Regions from separate parts of the Triticum aestivum genome. Here region 2 is linked to region 1. The links are chromatin contacts, called in public HiCAR-type maps. All regions are on one chromosome and are shown on one strand. Each heading gives the region's core, a stretch centred on a gene start, on an enhancer-like site or on the middle of the called end of the contact. The rest is flanking DNA. Distances are from core to core; before and after follow the strand shown.

Evidence for each region. HiCAR-type assays count read pairs that join an accessible place to other places.
Region 2: a HiCAR-type map of leaf shows a contact between it and region 1, with 9 times the contacts expected there. The contact joins the promoter of LOC123128011 here to the promoter of LOC123128009 in region 1. A contact is called at or near these places in 1 of 5 Hi-C or Micro-C datasets (leaf) and 1 of 1 datasets of contacts at active chromatin or transcription factors (leaf).

The regions. Positions count from the first base shown.
Region 1 is chr6A:483,625,945-483,633,331 of IWGSC CS RefSeq v2.1, reverse strand. LOC123128009 (serine/threonine receptor-like kinase NFP) reads right to left here and starts at 5,866. Exons shown (of 2, transcript XM_044547909.1): 1 at 4,347-5,866; 2 at 1,418-2,380. The coding sequence starts at 5,750. The coding sequence ends at 1,631.
Region 2 is chr6A:484,443,198-484,450,073 of IWGSC CS RefSeq v2.1, reverse strand. It overlaps LOC123128011 (brassinosteroid-responsive RING protein 1), which reads left to right and starts at 2,202. Exons shown (of 1, transcript XM_044547911.1): 1 at 2,202-3,223. The coding sequence starts at 2,344. The coding sequence ends at 2,805. It overlaps LOC123128013 (protein TRANSPARENT TESTA GLABRA 1), which reads left to right. Exons shown (of 2, transcript XM_044547912.1): 2 at 1-448.

The DNA of each region.
Region 1 (7,387 bases), core at 4,617-7,116:
AGAGCGGGGAGAGAAGCTTCTTGTCCTGTTATAAAAAGTGACTGAACGTAAATACAGACTCGCCAAATGGGATATTATTTGTTGACCAAAAGACCAAAGGGGTTTTGGCATTGAAAATCTTGAAGTCAAGAATAGATGTCTTCTCAGCAAGTGACTATATAAACTATCTGTAGAGACTGAGGCCACATGGGCGCAGATTCTCCGTAGTAAGTATCTTCATTCCAAAACTTTATCCCAAGTGACAGCGAGGCCGATGGACTTGCCTTTTTGGAAAGGACTCATGAGAGTCAAATCAGCCTTTTTCAATAGGACAAAGTTTATAATTGGAAATGGCACCAACAAGCGTTTCTGGGAGGATACTTGGCTAGGAGAGACACCCCTCGCGCTTCAATACCCGTATATTTAAAGTATTGTTCAACGTCGAGATGCTTATGTTGCAACGGTACTTCAGTCCATCCCCCTTAACATTCAATTCAGGAGGATGCTAGCGGGTAATCGTTGGGAAGCGTGGCTCCATTTAGTGGGTAGACTGGTGGAGGTTCAGTTGTCTCAACAGCCGGATCAGTTGCGCTGGAAGCTTACTAGGACTGGGGAGTTTACAGTTAAATCAATGTATCTCGGTGTTATCAATTCTAGCTCCATTCCCAGTTCTAAATATGTTTGGAAAGTCAAAGTTCCTTTGAAAATTAAAGTGTTTATGTGGTTTGTACATAAACAAGTCATCTTAACTAAGGACAATCTGGCAAAGCGTAACTAGACAGGACCTACTAGATGTAGTTTTTGTGATCGGGAGGAAACCATCAATCACCTTTTTCTTAATTGCCCGTTGGCCAAGGTTCTATGGCGGACGGTGCACATAGCTTTTAACATTACTTCTTCGAATTCTGTCAGCACGTTATTTGGAACGTGGCTTAACGGGATAGAGTCCGAAACAGCGAGACACATTCGCGTAGGAGTATGTGCATTATTGTGGGCGGTCTGGAACTGCAGAAATGATTTGGTTTTTAACAGAACAACAAATATTCGTTTTTTGTAGGTTATCTTCCGTGCCACTGCTTTGATCCGTATGTGATCGCTACTCACTCTGATGGAGGCCAGGTAGCGTTTGGTTACTGGATCTATCCAATGAGAGATGGTAACACGGGATATCTTCAACCGGTTTGAATGACGGTCATGTAATAGGATAGACAATTAGTTTTCCTATCTTTCTAATGACAGCCGGTTGTGACTTTGTGGCTACTTTTTTATAGGCTCTTTGTGAGTTTTTTTTTACTTTTTTTCAGACTATAAGACCTTATTGAACATATTTGTTTTTTTTATAAAGTTTGCCGTATGCATCGTTCTGATGCAGAGGCCGGGGAGCTTCCCCCCCCCCCCCCCCCCCCCCTCGGAAAAAAGAAAAAAAAACGTAAAAATATACTGATATATACCCTATCCCGTGCATTTTCCACTCACTTATAATCTTTGGTACACTTCTTTACCCACAGGATAATCTCACGGAGCTCCAACTTAACATAATGCCGCGTTATTATAGCTACTCCTATACACTAATGCTTACCACAAGCTAGCTACATCGTCCGTGCTGACCGATTAACTACAAAGCAGAGCAGTACAACTACAAACAAGCGACTCACCGCGCGGCGATCTCGCCGCTGCCATCCACGGACACGCTCTCGCCGGAGTAGTCCGCGAAGTACTCGTCCGCCCTGGACAGGGTGTAGGCCACGTCCACCATGCTCGGCCGCTTGGCCGGGTCCCGCTGCAGGCACGCCCTGGCCACGCCCATGACGGTGGCCACGCTCCCCGGCGGGCAGTTCTGGTCGGCGAGCACGGGGTCCATCCACGCGGCCGCGCGCGCCTCCAGCCGGTCCTCCCGGCCGCGGAACACCCTCTCCTCCGCGTCGGGCAGCAGCAGCTCGCCGCCGTCGCCGGCGGCCTCGCGGCCGGAGACGAGCTCGAGCAGGACGACGCCGTAGGCGAAGACGTCCATCTTGGTGGTGACGAGGCCGTCGACGAGGTACTCGGGCGCGATGTAGCCCTGCGTGCCCACGATGTGGGTGGTGACCGCGTTGTGGCCGGTCTTGGCGAGGCCGAAGTTGGCGATCTTGGCGCGCATGCGGGCGTCCAGGAGCACGTTGCTGCTCTTGACGTCCTTGTGCACCACGCGCGGCCAGGTGTGCTCGTGGATGTACTGGAGGCCGTGGGCGAGGTCCAGCGCGATGTGGAGCCGCGTGCGCCAGTCCAGCCGCCGCGCCCGCGCGCGGTCCAGCAGGCACAGGTCCAGGGACCCGTTCTCCACGTACTCGTACACCAGGAAGCAGTCGCCCGTCGCCGTGTTGATGCAGAACCCCTCCAGCTTCACCAGGTTGCTGTGGTTCACCTGAAAGAGCGACGAAAATGTAATAAAAACGCTCTTATATTATGAGACGAAGGAAGTGGTATTTACGATCTGTTTTAACCATGCAGTACGTAGTACTTTCTGTATATTTGTTGCACTCTTACTGGTACTACTAGTACATGGCAATGAGCAGATTCGGCATTGGTGCAAGCTTGCGCGTGGTGTGATTGCTCGTTGTTTTCTTCCGCGCTACGGTCCCTATCTCGCGAGTAGAATGCTTGACTTGCTTGTCATATCCTTTTCTTGGGTGGTTGAAGCTTGAGCTTGGTGATGCAGTCTTGGAATGTGATCAAAGTCATTGAGCTAGACACGTAGTCAATGCACCCATCGTACGTGTCATCTTGTGCGAAAGCAGCCTTTGTTGAAAAAATGTTTCAGTCACGTTTGTGATCGGCGTGCCAAGACTCATGTGAGTGAGTAAGCTGATGGTGGCAATTTGTGGGTCCAGGGCGGAACGTGTGAGCTCGGGTTCATATTCGAGTACATTGTACATAGTCACCCGGATCTATCTAGACGCACTTGAATCAATGAATGCGCAGACTGAGGCGGTGAGGGTAGAAAGAGTGGGAGATATCCAGTGATGCCATGTCTCGGAACTCAAATTTAGAAGTTTTCAAATTTTCCAAAATCATGTGTGAAATTGGCTTTTCATATATCCTTTTCCAATTTGTCTTTCAATTTTTTATGGATTATAGGCACATATCTTGTGAACATTCACAAAAAACTTAGAATTTTCTGAAAACTTACAAAATTGAAGTTTGAGATGCGATATCAAAGGTATCATGTGAAGTTTGATATCACCTAATATTTTACCAAGAAAGGGTTTCCATGAAACTAGAGCCTATTTCCCCCTTTTGTTTTCTCGAAACACCAACCCCTCCCCCCTTCCCCTTCGGGCATGTCACCGGACGAAGCAGGGATAGAGGGGACGCTAGGTTTATTCTCCCTCCGTCCCAACATAAGTGTCTCAACTCTAGTACAACTTTGTAGACATTTATTTTGAAACGAGGGGGTACAAAGTAGATCTAGGTTTAGGTTTGTCCCGGTACGGCGATATGCCGCCATAGAGCTTCATCCCAATTCTTGCTAGCGGCATCGGGTGACTGCTTGGCTCCTTCTTCTACTTCGTCCATGAGTGAAAAGATGGGTGAAATCGTAGCAAGCATATAGATGACTCACGGCTAATACGAGCCTTTGGATCTTCATCCTATGGTCCGGAAATCTGACCGTTTGCAAGTAGGCAGACGACAACTGATAAATTGACCGCTCTAATAAAGAAATAACGAGGATTTATGGACGCATCTCCTTGGAATTATTTCAAGTCCAAGTACATTGGCACCACTGCCAAGTGCCAACCGAACGGTGGGCCGTGCAGAACCAGCTCGATGAATCTGACGGCACTTGCATAGTGACAGGTCCAAAAAAATTATTTCTTGTCTCCACTACTATCGTTATTGCAGGCACGGTTCAATTGACCCGCTTAAAATTTTAAGATGCGCTTGTATTTGTATACAAACGAAAAGAAGACAGTTCGTGAGATAACGTCATTGTACTCCGAAATGTAACAATTTTAGATCACTATTCTAGTATTCTAAATGCTCTTATATTAGTTTACAGAGGGAGTATAAAATACCTGCACTACTTCTTCATCGTGTGCTTGTCCAATTAACAGAGACTTCTGTGTTTTTTCACTAAGTATTGAACATAAGTGCTCTCCTTTGTTTAGTTAATCTACAAGCAATAGCGTGTACTATAAAATTGTTATGTCCCCATCAGTGATTTGTATATTTGTGGTGGATGAACACTGACCATCTGAGTGGCGATCATCATTTCTTTGTTTAGCGGGAAATTACTACCAAAGCATAATTAACTAACACTAGAACTTGAAAAGAGTTCAGTGTGAGCTCCCACGAAATGTTAATTAAGTTTTGGAAGGAAATGGGCGTACCTTCTGCAGGATCTTGAGCTCCTCGCAGGCATCCCACTTCATCTTCTTCACGGCGAAGACCTCGCCGCCGATGTTGGCCTTGTACACGCTGCCCTGGATGAGGTGCGCGTCGTCGAACCCGTCGGTGCCGCGCTCCAGCTCCTCCACCTTGAACACCCTGTACTTGTCCAGCCACTCGGATATGTCACTCACTAGGAATCTCTCCCCTCCCACGCCGCCGGAGCCGGACGCGCTCTTGCCAGACCTGCCGCCCTCGCCGCCCTCGCCGCTCGCCACCGCGTCCCCTCGCCGCCCCGTCGCCTTGAGCCGCCTCCACAGGCAGCCCAGCAGCAGCAGCTGCAGCAGCCAAAGCCCGCCGACCACGCCCAACCCGACGGCCAGCCCGGTGACCACCCCGCCTCGGTTGTCGGCCACGTCGCTTGGGCCGGGCGTCGCGGTAGGCGGCGGGGACGGCGGCGTGGCCGGCACGTCGTTGCGGGTCACGATTGGCGGCAGCCACTGCGGCACCTTCCGACGGAGCGGCACTAGTATCTCGGAGAATAGCTGCGTGCCCCGCTCGGGCCCGTTGAGGGAGACGAGGGACTGCGCGTCGACGGCGAAGGCGGCGGCGATGGAGGCGTAGGTGTCGCCCTGCTGCATCACGTAGGTGACGAGCGCGGTGGCGTTCTGGGCGGCGGTGGGGCACTGGCAGAAGATGGGGAACGTGACCATGTCGGCGACCTCGAGCTTGGTGGGCACCACCGTGGGGTTGACGCGCTCCACGGCCTGGTACTGCGTGAGGTTCTGCAGCTTGGTGACGGAGACGATCCAGAAGGTGTCGCCGGAGCTGATCTGGTACTGCGTGGGCGCGTAGGCGTTGGGCGAGCCGGAGGGGCAGCCGCACTGGAGCGGCACGAGCAGCGGCTGCCCCGCGGCCGGCGCGGCCGAGGTGGACAGGTTGTTGGCGTGCGCGAGCATGAAGCGGCTGACGCCGAAGAGGTCGCCCACCGCCGCGAGGTCGAGCGGCACCCCGGCGAAGCCTGCCCGGTACAGCGCGTAGGCCTGGCACGGGTAGGTGCCGTTGGCGGAGCAGTTGAACCCCTCCACGCTGGCCGGCGCCGGCGTGGCGCTCGCGTTCTGGGACCGCGCCGGGGAGGGGAGCGCGCACAGGCAGAGCAGCGTGGCCAGCAGCCGCCGCCGCGTCAGGGGCATCATCATGGCTTGCGCCGCGGACCGGAGGGTGAATGGACGGGGTTTGGGGTGGTGGTGGTGGTGGCTCGCGGGTGGCAGCTCGGGGGTGACATATGCCGGAGGACGATGGTGTCGAGCTGCTCCGGCGGCCGTTGTCGTGAGCGGCGGATGCGTCGGGTGTGGGCGTGGGTGCGGTTGCGGCCGCCTGCCTGCGCTCGTCGGGTTCCGGGGCATCTTTCTCCGGCCGGTGTTTTGACTCTTGACCCGTGCGGGGCGTGTCCGATATGACGCCTTCGCGTTCTCGTGTGGATCCGACGGGGTTCCTCCACTCCGGTCGCCGTCACGGTCAGATGAGGTTTGCTTTTCCAAATTGCGCTTCGACTAGCAACAAGATTTGTCCGCCGGACCCGGTCGATGGCTGTACGGGGTGAGGAGGAAACGTGCTTGGACTTTGGAGATGCGGCACTACGTGTCGCGCTCCGTCTGTTGTTCGTGAAAGAAGGGGCGGGCCGTTGCCCGACGATCAAAATTCTGACGGTATGAACCACTCTAGGAGGGCATCTTCGATCCCAACCCACAATTTTTCTTTCGCATCTCAGAGACCAGTTCATGAATACGGATGCAGAAGACCGTCATTTAAACATAGTCGTATAAATTTCAACCCGTATTTTAACTAATCAGAAGAAATTCATATAAACCGACCGATATTCATTAAAGTTCGGATAGAAAATAGCATAAATTATTCATACATGTAATACAAATTAAGTCTAGTACAACAAGGTCTTAAATTCGACCAGATCCCGAATGTCCAACAAATTTTCATGAACGAATTATGTCGTCTCACACATACTTTCTTTTCAGCTTCATCCAACAGTGTGTGCACGTAAATGACCGTCCCTCTGTCCTGTGGTACACCACGGCAGCGTGTGCGGGCTACATATAATGTATAGACCAACATTGAGTGAATGAATCAATCAACAAGTTGAGCAATAGGAAGTAAAATTTACGATCTCGTCCTCTGCCGCGTGCAATGGCCACCTTGCCTCGAGTTTATGAACCACGTCGCAAAACTTGGTGACGCTGATCTGGATAGCTTGCCAGCGATACGACAACGACCTCGCATTGCGTGATTGAATTGTGTACATGTCGTAGGACACTATGTGCTTTCGTGCGTGAAACATTTCATGCACTTGCTCCCAAAGGGGCTCCTCTCTGCTCCTGCCTAGGAAATCCGCGGATACGACCAGCCACGCATCGCACAACAACTCATCCTTCATGTTCGGGTAGCTCACCATCCTTCTTACTCTAAAAAATGACATACCATTTGAAAATAAGCTCAATGGCATTTGACCGAACACCTGTCGGACGTGGTTTCCGCCATGGAGGTCATCAATAGGGGGCGGAGTGTACCTGGGTACAAACGGCTCTAGGATGGAAAGTCCGTCGTACGGCGAGCAGACGTGTTGGTGCTGGTTGCAGACGTCTGGCAATGCCTCTGTAGCGGCCAGAGACGTACAACGGCTGCGGAGGTGGAGGGTGCGGATGCAAAGTAAGGGGGAAAGGGCGGAGTGAAAGAATATGGGATTGGGAGGGGAGATTGGGTGGACAGGGTGTCGGTGTCCTACATTTCGGGTGTCCGGACTCCCGCAAACCTCCCTCACTTGTCTTCAATTTGTGGGAGAAAACACGTCCGGACCTCCCCTGAAACCGATACAGGCCCGCGTTGGATGACTTCACGGCCTGGGTAGTGCAGTCCGGATGGATGCGGTCGATTTATGAGTCCGCCTTGAAGATGCTCAGAGAAGGTTTTTGTCGTATGATTGGGTTAAGAAAATCACGACCCTCTCTTATGCATCCGCCGATCATGGAAT
Region 2 (6,876 bases), core at 953-3,452, 820 kb before region 1:
CTCGATTCAAGGGAACATTTCTGAAGAACGCTGATTCAAACTATCTGACATATTTGGTACGCCATTGACATCGAAGAAGTCATGCTGCTTTCTCTTCTGTGACACATTTCGCTACCAAGGAATGATTTGTTGTCAGCATCAGCCTCACTATCTGAGCCTAGTGGGAGTAGATTGATCTCACTGCGAACATGGAAATATAGTCTAGCAACTGCTAGTGTTAGTAATGGGTGTTGGAGGTTGGCTCTAGTCAAGTGGTCACTCGTTGCGCTGGGCTTCCTGGTATTTCCAGTTGTTTGTTTTTCTCTTTCTTTCAGGTGGACACAGTTTCCTTTGGTCGTCTGTTCATACTCGGGTTGTATATTGTGGTATTTATTTTCGAGCCGAATTTGCACATATCATATTTTGGAGCCTCAGCTAATGCTGTAAGGTCCAAATGTTCTCTTACAAATGCTCGCTTCTGGGATCGAAGGGATCAGCGAATTAAGGCCTACTGTTCTTCTCCAGTTGAGTTGAGATGAGTAGTCAGTCCTCGACCGCCAGTGTGCATTATTGTTGCCAGCTGCGTCGTGTACTACACGTTGCTTCCTGTGGCAGCCCCGCTTGGCCTTGGCAATCCGCTGCGGCCCAATCATGCTGATCCATTCCTGGGACATTCGGCACCGCTCGTCGTCCGCATTGAATGCACATCCTGTTGCTGTCGATCTCCTCCAACTCCACTTCCATAGCTATCACGGGCAGCCCAGCGCCGCAACCAGACGGATGGAGCCTCGGCACCATCACCACCCAAACTCGTAGCGCGCGTGGCTGCCGAACCCGCGCTGCGAGATGAGATCAACCACCCAGCGACGGAGACCGCGCACCCGACAGATTCATTCACTTCATTCATGTGCGCAGGCGTGTGCCACCAGAGGAAGCGCCCCGTCGTGACGGCCGACGGCTGGCTTGTCGAATCCGCCCCTTCTGGTACACGCAGGCCCAATCAATGGCAACTCGCATCGTGTCGCCGTGTGCGTGCTGCGCCGATCGGCGCGAGAGCCTCCATGACCAGCCCATGATGCTTCGTTCTAGCACCAATTACACTGCCGTTCATATCATATGTACCATCATCATCACGGTTGGCAATGTATATGATGCGAGCAAGCGCGATGCTGACCCCAACACGGTGATGGCATATCTTGTGTTAATACATGGGCGAGGTTGGCAATGTATATCTCATGATGTCCTACGCCCCCGTTCTTTCTCTGAAATTGAAATGACGGTCTACTGTACCCAGACCACAACTTGCAAAAGTTCATGGGCCATCGTCCTTTGGTGTACGGGACTAGTAGTACAAGTTACTAGCACTTTCGCGGAGGGAGACATGCCACGAGAGAAATGTGCGGAACTGAGCTGACGGCGGTTACTTAGGGAATGTTTGGTTCAGGTACTTTTTATTCTTAGACTAGAAAAAATCCCTAAAAATTCCTAGAAACCAAACAGAAGGAACTTTTTCTACACGGACTAGAAAAAGACTCTATCGAAGAGTCTTTTTTGATTAGTTCCTGAAACTAGAAAAAGTCTTAGGACTTTTGAACCAAACACCCCCTTAGGCAGATCACCATCTGCAGAGAACCTCCTAGTGTAAAACCGGGCTGACCAAGTGATCCGCGTGTTCTGGCGCGACTTGCCCCTCCTACGGGCCCTGCCCTTCATCACGGTTTGTAACAGAAACAAAATGGTAAAAAACAAATACAAACATACAGATACATTACCGTGGGAAAATCCCGTTACAGGCGGCACCAATCAGCCTCCGGTCTAAAAAGATTACATATGGGCGAAGCCCGCGTCAACGTCGCAGGCTTTTTCTCCCCCTCGCCTAAATCGCTCGTGTTGTCCCATGCGTGCCGAGTCCATGCCAGTGCACGACCCAAGGATGGACCGCACGTCCCCGCCACCACGCGGGCGTTCGTACTTACCATCGCGTCACTCGTCCCCCGCGTTTTAACGACCCGGGCTGGGCAGCTTCCGCGCACGCACGCACGCACGCACGCTGGCCATTTCCCATGCCGGGAGACGTACGGCGAGGTCGTCCCGTGTCCCCTCCGTCCACCCCTCCCCAACCCTTCCCGGCCCGCGTTATCCTCCACCAAAACCACGTGAAACTGACCGACTCTGCTTCCTTTCTCCCTTCTCTCCCCGCCGCTCGCTCTATATAACCTGCGAGCGCGCGCGCTTTCCTCCTGACTTTGGCTTGATCAAGTAGGTATATATACATATCCTCTGCTGCTCCTCCCCCGCAAACGATCGACGGGCCTGGCCGGCGCAGCCTGCGACGTCCGAGCTCCCGCCGCGCCGTCTCCGGCCATGGGGTTCCCCCTGGTGTGCTACTGCGTCGCCATCCCCAAGCCGATCATCGCCTTCTGCAAGCTCGTCGCCGCCGTCCGGGACGCCCTCCTCCTGCTGCTCTCCCTCGTCGGCCTCTGCCGCTCCCCGCGCCGCTCCGTCCACGACGCCCCGCTGCCCGAGGAGGTCAAGGAGCGCCTCCCGGCCGTCGAGTTCTCCTTGCTGGCGCGTCCGGCGCAGCAGCAGCAGGGGTGCCACGACGGGGACGCCGCGGCGGCGGCGACGTGCATCGTGTGCCTGGAGCGGCTGCGGGCGGCGGACGAGGTGCGGCGGCTGGGCAACTGCGCGCACGCCTTCCACCGCGGCTGCATCGACGGGTGGATCGACCTCGGCCGGACCACCTGCCCGCTGTGCCGCTCCCACCTACTGCCCCGCCCGCGGAGGGACGGCCCGCTCGCCAGCCTCCTCACGCGCGTTTGGTGACGACCAACCGCGCCACTCGTTCGTTAGCTCCAAGGCCACGTCTTTCCTTGTCCCAGCGCGGTGGCGGCCGACACAGAGATTCGCGATCTCGACCGGCTGCACGTATATTTATTGTGGGTTTACATCGTCTCAAAATCGGGATTTTATTTAGTAATTTAGTTTAGGGCGCCACTTTGTATAGCCATCCAATCACGAGGTCACCAATAGGTGCACAAGCATAGTTTTTTTTTTCCGTAGAGAAGGATTAGTCGGTCAAATATATGCGTGGTCGTGTTTGGCTAGTGGATCTGAAATGTCAACAGCTCGAGAACGCATGTCGCTGTTCGACTTGTCCAATCCCACTCGTGGGACTACGACGTACAGTTGTAGTATAACTCATACTTGATTCTTCATATCAAATTGATGATTGTTTGCTGCCTGAGTTTTGTTTTTTTGGTTCCGTGTCGTACTTCAATTTGCAGAGGCCAATAATGCGCGCGGGAGATTCTGGACACGAACATGTGCACATTCCGCACCTTAGTTAAGACTACACAGTTCGGAAAAGACAGAAGTCACCTTGATTGATTGTTTTTTAGCCCTGTAAACCCCAAGACAGTCACGTATGGCTCCACGGTATTAAGACCGAACATAGAACTATGAACGGGTTGTCCATTTCATCTGTTTCTCTGCTCCAGTATCCAATAATGGCCACCACACAACAGGAACAGGACCCTATATATAGCGCGTAACCTCCAAATAATTCAATCCCATGGACTGCTGGTTTACATGGGAAGACCAACGGATGAAGATCACTTCCTTTAGTATAATCTCACCAAACTTTGTTTAGGAGTTACTAGCACATATGCCCGTGCGTTGCAACGGAACAAAAAATAGCATGCATTTAAGTTGAGTGAGAATACACGTGCAAGTAAAACCTTGTGACGCGGGAAGGAACCTTTAGATTCTGGGTTTCGCCGTGTGTGAAGTAATGAATCCGCTAACTTTTCATTCATTGATCGAGGGGATTTAAGGGGTTTGATAGTTTTTTTTTCTTTTGAGAAACACATGTAGTTTTATTTATACTCATAACAATTATCAATGCACTGATTTGGATCTAAGCTCAAAGAAAGTACAAAGTAACTCTTATGACTACAAATTATAATGAAATTTCTTGGGAACACCTTCTTCGCAGTATCAATCTCTGCTAGAAGAAATACTCCAAAGATTTCGGTAAAGATGTTGCAATTGGACGGAAGCAACAATGTTGTCACTCTTTCACCCGCACAAACATTGCCAATAATGATTTTTGAAAGTGCCTTGAGTCGGCCATCCAAAAAGATGGGAAGTCTTCGGGCCAGGCCGTCGGATCACGATATCTTCGGGCCGGGGATGATCCCCTAGAAGTGCAGGCCGTCGGATCACGATATCTTCATCATGGTGTCGATGAAAGATTTCAACTCCACAAAGAATCAAACTAACAAAAAAAGTATGACAGGCTAACGTAAACTCAGCAGATCTGAATAATCGGATCAACGAGGACAAAGAACTCTCTAACCTCATGGCATCATCAAAAGAACAAGAGTAAATTTATTCTCACAAAATATGATAATCAGTAGACGATGATGAAGAACGTAAACCTCTTGAAGATGTGAGCCCCCCCCCCCCCACCTCTCAGTGCCAAGATGGCAGTCAGAGGCGAGGGGATCAAAAGTTCCCATGCGATGGCGATGGCGACGGCGAGGGCCGCAACCCTAGGGTTTTGTTAGGTCATCGCACGCGAGAGAAGGCCCATGAATTATTCAATCCATTTTTCCATTCATTCAAGGGGATTTAAGGTATGAGGTTTCATAATATGGAAGCGAGGCGGGTCTTCTCTTTTCTATGTACAAGTCACCAATATAGTACAACAGGAGTTAGTTTGACTCCGCTATTTTTCGTTAATTGATCCAGGGGATTTAATGTGTGAAGTTCCATAATATTAGAATGAGCTGGGTCTTCTCTTTTACATGCATTTAGCTCATGTATTCGGGTCTTCTCTTCTCTTTTCTTCGTAGCAATCGTCAAGAAAATCAGGGTCCTTTTGTAGCTAGTTCACATTGCAATCCATCCATCTAGCTCACCTACTGGATTAATTCCTTTTTTAAGAAATCAAGGATCCCTTTTCAGCTAGCTCACGTATCAATCCATCCATCCTTCATCCAGCTTAATTCATCCATCCTTCATCTAGCTTACTACATGTAGTTTCACACACGTACATAAATTGGTACGACTGTATGTAAAGAAGAAATGTGGGGCTACTTAAAATATTTTTGCCTTATTTCCCAGGTAGTTGGGCTTGCTAAGTTGCATGGGTTGTGAATGGCCCAGGCATCAAAACGACCTTTGTCTGTAAGACGCGAGTAAAAATCTAAAAAAGGACGGCGTTGAACAATCAAACTCGCGACCTCAAAGACATGACCAAGTGATGCCAACCACTCGAACAAACACGTCCCACTAACAAATAGCTAGAGCAAATATCACAGAACATACTGCAGCATCAGATTCGAAACATATTTTTGATGTTTTGAACTTTTCAAATATAATAATAATTATGAATTACCAACTATTTTTGTAAATATGATTTTTTTGGAAATCCTGAACAGTTTCAAAAATACGATTTTTTTCTGAAAATCCATACATTTTTTAAAACACATGAATAAATTTGAATAGGGACATTTTTCAGAATTCACGAACATTTTTTTTGAAAACATGAACCTTTTATAAAACACGAATATTTTTTGAATTTGCGAACAATTTTTAGAAATGGTGACAATTTTGGACATTCAGAACAATTTATTAAAATGTATATTTTTTAAACTCGGGCATTATTTTTAATTTGTGAACATTTCACTAAAACTATAATAATTTTTGAATTTGGAGCAAATTCTTTAAATGCAGCTTTTCAAAAATCTCAAACAATTTTGGAAAACATAAACATTTTTTTAAAATGGGTACTTTTTTTAATTTGAAGGAATCCAGCACCCTTTTCGAGTTAGCTCACATACCAATCCATCCTTCGTCCAGCTTAATCCATCTATCCTTCATCCAATTTATTAATGCATGTAGTTTCACATAGCTATATAAATTTGTACGACTGTATCTAAATGAGCAATGTGAGACTATTTAAAATATTTTTTCCTTCAATTTGTGAACATTTCACTAAAACAAGAATATTTTTTGATTCTGGAACAATTTTTAAAATGCATTTTGTTAAAAAAATCTAGAACAATTTTGGACAACACAATTTTTTTAAAGGGAACATTTGAATTTTGAACAAATTTCAGAACGACAAAAAAATTTAAAGTTCCAAACACTTTTCTGAACGAGATTTTTTTTGGAATTCTTACCATTTTTTTGGAATTTGAACAAAATTGAAATTCTGAATGTGTTTTGAAAATTTTTGATTTACGAAAAAAGTAAAAAAAGAAAATAAACATGGAAGGAAAAAAGGAAAATGAAATAGGAAAGAAACGAAAAAAGAAAAATAAAAACATAACACATTGTTGGTGTGTGTGGGGGTGGGGGGTGGGGGGGGTTGCTCTTTAGGGCGGCCATCCGCCACTATAAGTTGAGGAGGAGGGCAGCCACCACACTCACTTCAACTTGAGCCTTTGAGCTCTAACCAAATGGCATGCAATGACCCGCCTTCTCTCTCTAGCTACATCACGGAATAGTGCCGTATTGTCGAAAGACTGCATGGTCTTCGATAGCGATTAGTTCTGGACGGCAGAGCGCTGCTCGATAGGTGACACCGCATGTGTGCAACCCGGTAGAGAGATCATACGTTTGATCTTTTGTTCCAGGGACTGTTCGAGAGAAAAAATCCTCGCGGTTCAGAGGTTGTAAATTCCAAGCCACGGGGATCTACACCAAGAATCTTCGCCAACTCTACTTCTGCCGCGCTATGAGTTGGTAACGATCAGATCAAACCTTGTATGCATCTTCATAGTGGTCTTGAGATGGTGCGTACGACGGATTTTTGTCTATTTTTTTCCTACGTTACCCTAAAAAAGTCCATACTAATCACAAAAAAACACTTCCGTGATGATACGT